Linked DNA regions of Hordeum vulgare: region 2 is linked to region 1. A link is a contact called in public Hi-C data. All regions are on one chromosome and are shown on one strand. The core of a region is the stretch at or near the end of the contact, and the rest is flanking DNA. Distances in the headings are between cores, read along the strand shown. Region 1 holds the start of LOC123425201 (40S ribosomal protein S9-2). Region 2 holds the start of LOC123425202.

Region 1 (2,997 bases), core at 424-2,923:
ATGAACCAGCCGAAAATGTACATATATCAGCCAAAAAAAACTGGAAACAAACCACCCAACATAAACCAACAGAAAAAGGCCACCTCACAATTACCAAGCATGATCTACAAATAATCACATTCATGTCTGGCACAACTACAGTTTACAAGGATTGGTTCAAGAGTGATCCATCATGAATAGCATATCCCAGAGTTGAACAAGAGTTAAGAACATCAGAGTAAATATGATTGCAACATTACACACAAAGTGTCTTAGACGACCGTCATGAGTGTGCATACAGTTTCTCATCATATGCCCCATCCAAAATGAACAAGCACAAGTCAGGTGTTCTACAATCAGTATAGATACACAAGCCAAAATGTATAACAACAGGCAAAAATATAGAAAACAATTATCTAAATTACCAAAGCAAATCCAAACATTAATTCTGCAGATGATTTATCATAATATTATAGTGAAGCAAAAAACTGTTGGTTACAAAATGACAATAGGGTCAAAATCTCATTGTTAATTACTGATTCCCAGGTGAGTACTGAATGATATTGCACGATAGAATTAACTAGTAGCCATGTAAATTTCAGAATGTATGCAAGAGAAGGATAAGCATGGACAGCTAACCTGATGTGGCGCTGCCGGATAAGGACACGAGCATGGTGGATTGACTTGGCCATGCCATTCTTGAACACGATGGTCTGGAGACGGCGCTGGAGGAAGTTCTCAACAGTGAGGGCAAGCACGTAATCAAGCTTGTTTTGGTCCTCACTGAGAAGACCATAGCGGTTCATGCGGCGGAGCAGCGCTGCACCCTCAAAGATGCGGCGGGGGCTCTTCTCATCCAGGGTGAGCAGCTCCCTGGCAGCATTCCGGATGCGGCTCAGAGCATACTGCACGCGCCAGAGCTCACGCTTGGCCCGCAGACCGTACTCCCCAACCAGCTTCAGCTCAGCGTCAAGACGCTCCTTCTCATACGGACGCCTTGGCTTCTTGAAGGTCTTACCATCTGCACCACAACAAAATCGTAAGATACTTGGAAGCACCCAAAAAACAATCAGATACGGAGTACAAAAACAAGCACAGAACACAGTACAATGTCGATTGGAAATGGCACGGCCTAAACACTTACACGTCAAGCAGGAGACGAATACTATGGATTAAAAGCACAACTCGTGCTAATTATCTCACATCAAAGTCTTCAAAGACTAAACCATACATCATGGAATCCGCATTAGCCTAAGACGAGTGAAGTACCGGAAGATAACAGAATTTTCAAGTCTTAGGACATAAATTTCAATCAGGTGTCAGATTACAACCAAAATATCAACTTTCAGAACCAAATCGGCTACCAAGCTACTCTACAAATCTTCGTCACTGGGTACAAAGCGTCTAGTTCATCCGATCAAAACAAGAACTAAGCATTCACATTCAATCCCATGACAGAAACCAACAGACGCTGGCTCACGAAACTAGCAAACCAAAGTTGGATCTGCCCAGAGGGACGCCGCCGTTCAGCATAAGCAGCGCACATCACGAGGACACGCGGGAGTGCGTGGAGGGGGGGCTTACAGTTGCGGTAGAAGTTGACGTGCACCATGGCTGCCGCCTCCGCCGCAGGATCGCTCGGGTCGTCGAGCTGCGCGCCGCCGGTGGGGGTGAAGGGATCGGTGGAGAGAGGCGGCCAGGAGGAAGAGGCGATATTATATAGGGTAGGGCTAAACCTAGTTCGGTTTGATGGGCCGGGTTTTGAAACTTTTGTCGTCCTTTGCTTATGCAAGCCCTAGTGGGCCTTCAACTGCGAGACAGACACATGCAGCCCACCGCGCGGAAGGCAACTCGAAGCGGCCAACACCACCGCACCGCGCGTACCGCTTAAAGAAAAAAACACCGCACCGCGCGTCCGCGCGCTCGCCATGCCGACGCGGACGCCGTCGCCAGGGAAGCCGCTGGTGACCACGATCACGGCGCTGCTCAGGTCGGCGACGCGGCCGGCGCACCTGCTGCAGCTCCACGCGGCCATGCTCAAGGCCTCGCTCTTCCCTCACCACGCGCTCCCCACGGCCAGGCTGCTCGCCTCCCCGCTCGCGCCGCTGCCCTACGCGCTCTCGCTCTTCGCCGCCATTCCGTGCCCCACGCTCTTCCACCACACGGCCCTCCTCCGCGCCCTCTCCGCGGCGCCCTGCTTCTCCTCGGCCGCCTCCGCGTCCCTCGCCGTCCTCGCCTCCGCCCGCGCGCGCCTCCCCGCGCTGGACGAGTTCGCCTTCCAGCCGCTCATCGCGCTCTGCGCCAAGAACTCCGGCGACGACGCGGCGGCCTCGCTCGGGCGGCAGGTTCATGCGCTCCTGCTGCGGTACGGGTTCTCAGGCGTTGTGGGCCTGGGGAACGTGCTGTGCCACTTCTACTGCTGCATAGGGAACATAGGGGACGCGCGGAGGATGTTCGATGAAATGCCTGAGAGGGACACCGTGTCATGGAACACGATGATCGGGAGCTATGCCAGGGCCGGGGAGATCAGTGCGGCCGTGGAGATGTTCAGTGCTATGAGGTGCTGTGGTGTGGATGTCAGTGCGACGGCGGTGGTCGTGTTGGTTGCGTGTGTGTGGCAAGGGGAGTCAGTTCATGGGTTCAGCGTCAAGACAGGGTTCTGCAAGGATGTCAAGGTGGCGGCAGCAGTGGAGGGGATGTATTCTAGGAAAGGGGAGATTGGATGTGCAAAGAAGGTCTTCGAAGAGGCGACGAAGAAGGACTTGGTGCTATATAATTGCATGGTGGATAGCTGCGCAAAGGCCGGGCAAATCGAGGAGGCAATGGGCTTGGTGGATAGCATGAGACAGGAGGGACTGAAACCAAACACAGGGACTCTTGTGGGCATGCTCTCTGCGTGTGGAGTGTCAGGGGCAATCGTACCCGGTCGTCGCATCCATGAGCTTGCGCTGGAGCTTGGCCTTGAGCTTGACACTGCATTAGGAACATCGCTTGTGGATATGTACTTCAAATGTGGCT
Region 2 (3,053 bases), core at 23-2,522, 130 kb before region 1:
CAATGCAATGGAAGGTAGAAATTCAGTAATTGTATGGTCTGAATATTAACAAGAATAAGTTTAGGTTCAGCCACAAATTCATAATTTACATCATAACAGAGGACATGTCATAACATGTGAACAGTACTGCTGCACAACATTTGCTGAAGGCTAGGCCATTAAGAGCATCCGAAGATCTGAGTAAATACAAGAAGAACTTTTATTCGTATCACGGTTTACATGATCCACTGTGAGATTTCCAATGAATATATTGCTTGCAAAGGAACAAATGCAAAATTCCAGCATCCAAAGCAGGCGAAACTAATTTAGCTACTGAATGAGATGTCCTGCCTAATTTCTACGAGACATACCTTGTAATGAAGAGCTTTTTGCGAAGGTAATCGCCCGCTGATGTCTGTTTTGCTTTCTGATGTTCCTTCCGGTTGAGCTCAAACGGTAAGGCCTTCTGGAGCTGTTGAGTGATAGCCATCCAGATAGAAATTCAGAATGAACCGAAGGAGCAGGGTGGCCAGCACAAAGGATCACCATTTCGCTGTAACAGGATGAGCAACAGATGGGATGCGTTACACAAATAAGATACTCGAAGGCTGTCTGCAAACATGACTAATTACTTAATTAGTGTAAAACACGCACACACAAACAGGGAACAAAATCAATAGCAAGCATAACAGAGTACAAACCTAGTTTATGCTGAAAGCTGTTCAGCCATGACCAAAATTACGGGAAATGGAACTGTAAAGAAAGCCATGAACAGGGCATATTCCATTCCCAACATTAGAAATAGCAGTTGGCATGCATCCGTGGCAAATTATGTGACAACTTGAGCTGCCACGACGCCAAGAAACTGAGACTACCGTATCAATTAACATTTTTTCTTCTTCAAACAATTCGAAGATTCTCCGCGAATAAACTACAGCTAAAGAATCTCCAGCAGCAAGACACTAGCAGCACGACCGAAACCAGGACGAAAGCTAAAATATCTGAATCTGAACTTCAAAAGACATGCCAGGGGGGGAAGGCGAGGCTCTCCGTACCGTACGAGCTCGGATCTGAGCCGGGAAAGTGGGCGAGATTCCACGGATGAAGTGAGGAGTTTGGTGGGTAAACGATGCTGCCGTGTGGGAGAGGGGGGAGAAACGAGGTAGCAGCAGTAGAGGAAGATCTGGGGGAAGAAGAAGAGTACAAAGACGGCGGCTTCAGTTACGTCGTGAGGAAGGGAACAGAGACGTGCAGCGCAGGGGAAGCTGTGCTCTACTTGCGACGGGCCAAATGGGCCACGGAAGGCGTCACTTCACGGGACTGGATCCTTTCCCCTTCCTCACCATCACACACGCGCCGACGGGGATCTCCTATGCAGCGCTGCAGGCCTCCATTAACTATCCGGCGCCTGCAGCGTCGCTGGCATGGACCGACCCACTAGCGTGCTGCCCAGTTTAATTTGATCTGTTTTTTTATTTGATCCAATAGAAAAAAACGCCCACATTTTCTATTTGTTACGAAAATAAAAATAAAAAATCAAAAAAGGATTACATATTTAAATAAAAAGGTTCATCCACTTGAAAAAAAGCTCATATCTATAAAAAAGGTTCATCAATTTTAAAAAAAGTTCATAAATTTGAAAAAAAGTTCATTGAAATTGATAAAAAAAATCATCCAATTTAGACAAAGTTCATTAATTTTTTTAAAATATCATTAAATTTGAAAAAATTCATAGAAATTCAAAAAAAGTTCATAGAAATGCAAAAAAAGTTCATGTATTTTTAAAAAAAGTTCAATGAACTGAGAAAAGTTCATAAATCTTTAAAAAGTTCATCAATTTTGAAAACAAATCATGCATTTTCAAAAAGATGTTCGTCAATTTCAAAAAAGTTCATCGATATTCAAAAAAGTTTATAAATTTTCAATATTTTAGAAAAGGTTCATCGATTTTGAAAAAAAAATCATCAATCTTAAATGAGGTGTGTGACTAAAATCATGTGGATGGGCCCTAGGTATAATGGCTTAAATAAAAAAAGAATGGAATAGAGAAATATAACTTATGACAACTTTTGAGGTGGCATGCTTACATTAGTTGGAAACTACTCGTAGATACCGACTCGGATAAAAAGGCGAAATGAAAATTTGCGCATTAGTGCTATCTACCAGTGGCTGTCTAGCCTATCAGTCAGCGGCACCTCAAACCGTATATTAACTCATATGTTGTATAAAATGTTTCCAAATGTTTATAAGATGTTGGTATTTGGAGAACAGGTCCATCATTTTATCACCTACTCCCTCTGTTCCTAAATATAAGTTTTTTTAGAGGTTTCACATAGGGGATTTTATACGGATATATATAGACATATTTTAGAGTCTAGATTCATTTATTTTACACCGTATGTAATTCTCTAATAAAATTCTAAAAAAACTTATATTTAGAAACGGATGGAGTAGTGAGGCATGGAGTACTACTTTTTGCAGCCCAGGACATGTATGCATTTACCTCTTCTCTCTCCTCTGCAAACAAATCTATTGACTTTATTTTATCTTACATAATTGATAACACTCATATCTTTTAAATCATAAGTTCATATTTGAAATAATTTATATATTTGAACTCTTGGCGCAAAGATCTATGAAACTAGAGCAATCTTGGATATCTTTCAAACACATTTAAATTTCAATGTTTCACATTTCATATCTGAAACACATTTTAATTTCAACATTTCACATTATAGTTTCATATTGGCTTTCACTTTCGGAACATGCATTTCACTTTCCACTGGTTTGTTTAAAAAAAAACTTAAATCATTTTAATTGCACATTTATTAAATAACATATTTCACTTTTTTTAATAAACTATTACACATTGCCAAATAACTAGTTTCACACGTTGACACTTCAGTTTAATATTTTCCACATTCAGAAACTACATTTCACTTTCCACTGACTTGTTCCATCAAAATCACTTCTATTTCAATTGCACATTTCAAAATTAACATATTTCACAATTTTTAAATAAACTATTAGACATTTTCAAATAATTAATTTCACAAGTTAACATTTCATTTCAT

The links. A called contact is a pair of places that touch in the nucleus more often than the background predicts.
Region 2: a contact with region 1 is called in a Hi-C map of seedling, with 2.9 times the contacts expected there. The contact joins the promoter of LOC123425202 here to the promoter of LOC123425201 in region 1. A contact is called at or near these places in 2 of 6 Hi-C or Micro-C datasets (leaf and seedling).

Annotation. Positions count from the first base shown.
Region 1 is chr2H:82,174,511-82,177,507 of MorexV3_pseudomolecules_assembly, reverse strand. It overlaps LOC123425201 (40S ribosomal protein S9-2), which reads right to left and starts at 1,673. Exons shown (of 3, transcript XM_045108875.1): 1 at 1,564-1,673; 2 at 619-1,000. The coding sequence starts at 1,591. It overlaps LOC123425592 (pentatricopeptide repeat-containing protein At1g26900, mitochondrial), which reads left to right and starts at 1,908. Exons shown (of 1, transcript XM_045109282.1): 1 at 1,908-2,997. The coding sequence starts at 1,908. LOC123433792 (a small nucleolar RNA gene) reads right to left here and starts at 298; the gene lies at 208-298.
Region 2 is chr2H:82,303,862-82,306,914 of MorexV3_pseudomolecules_assembly, reverse strand. It overlaps LOC123425202, which reads right to left and starts at 1,272. Exons shown (of 5, transcript XR_006621797.1): 1 at 1,035-1,272; 2 at 351-532.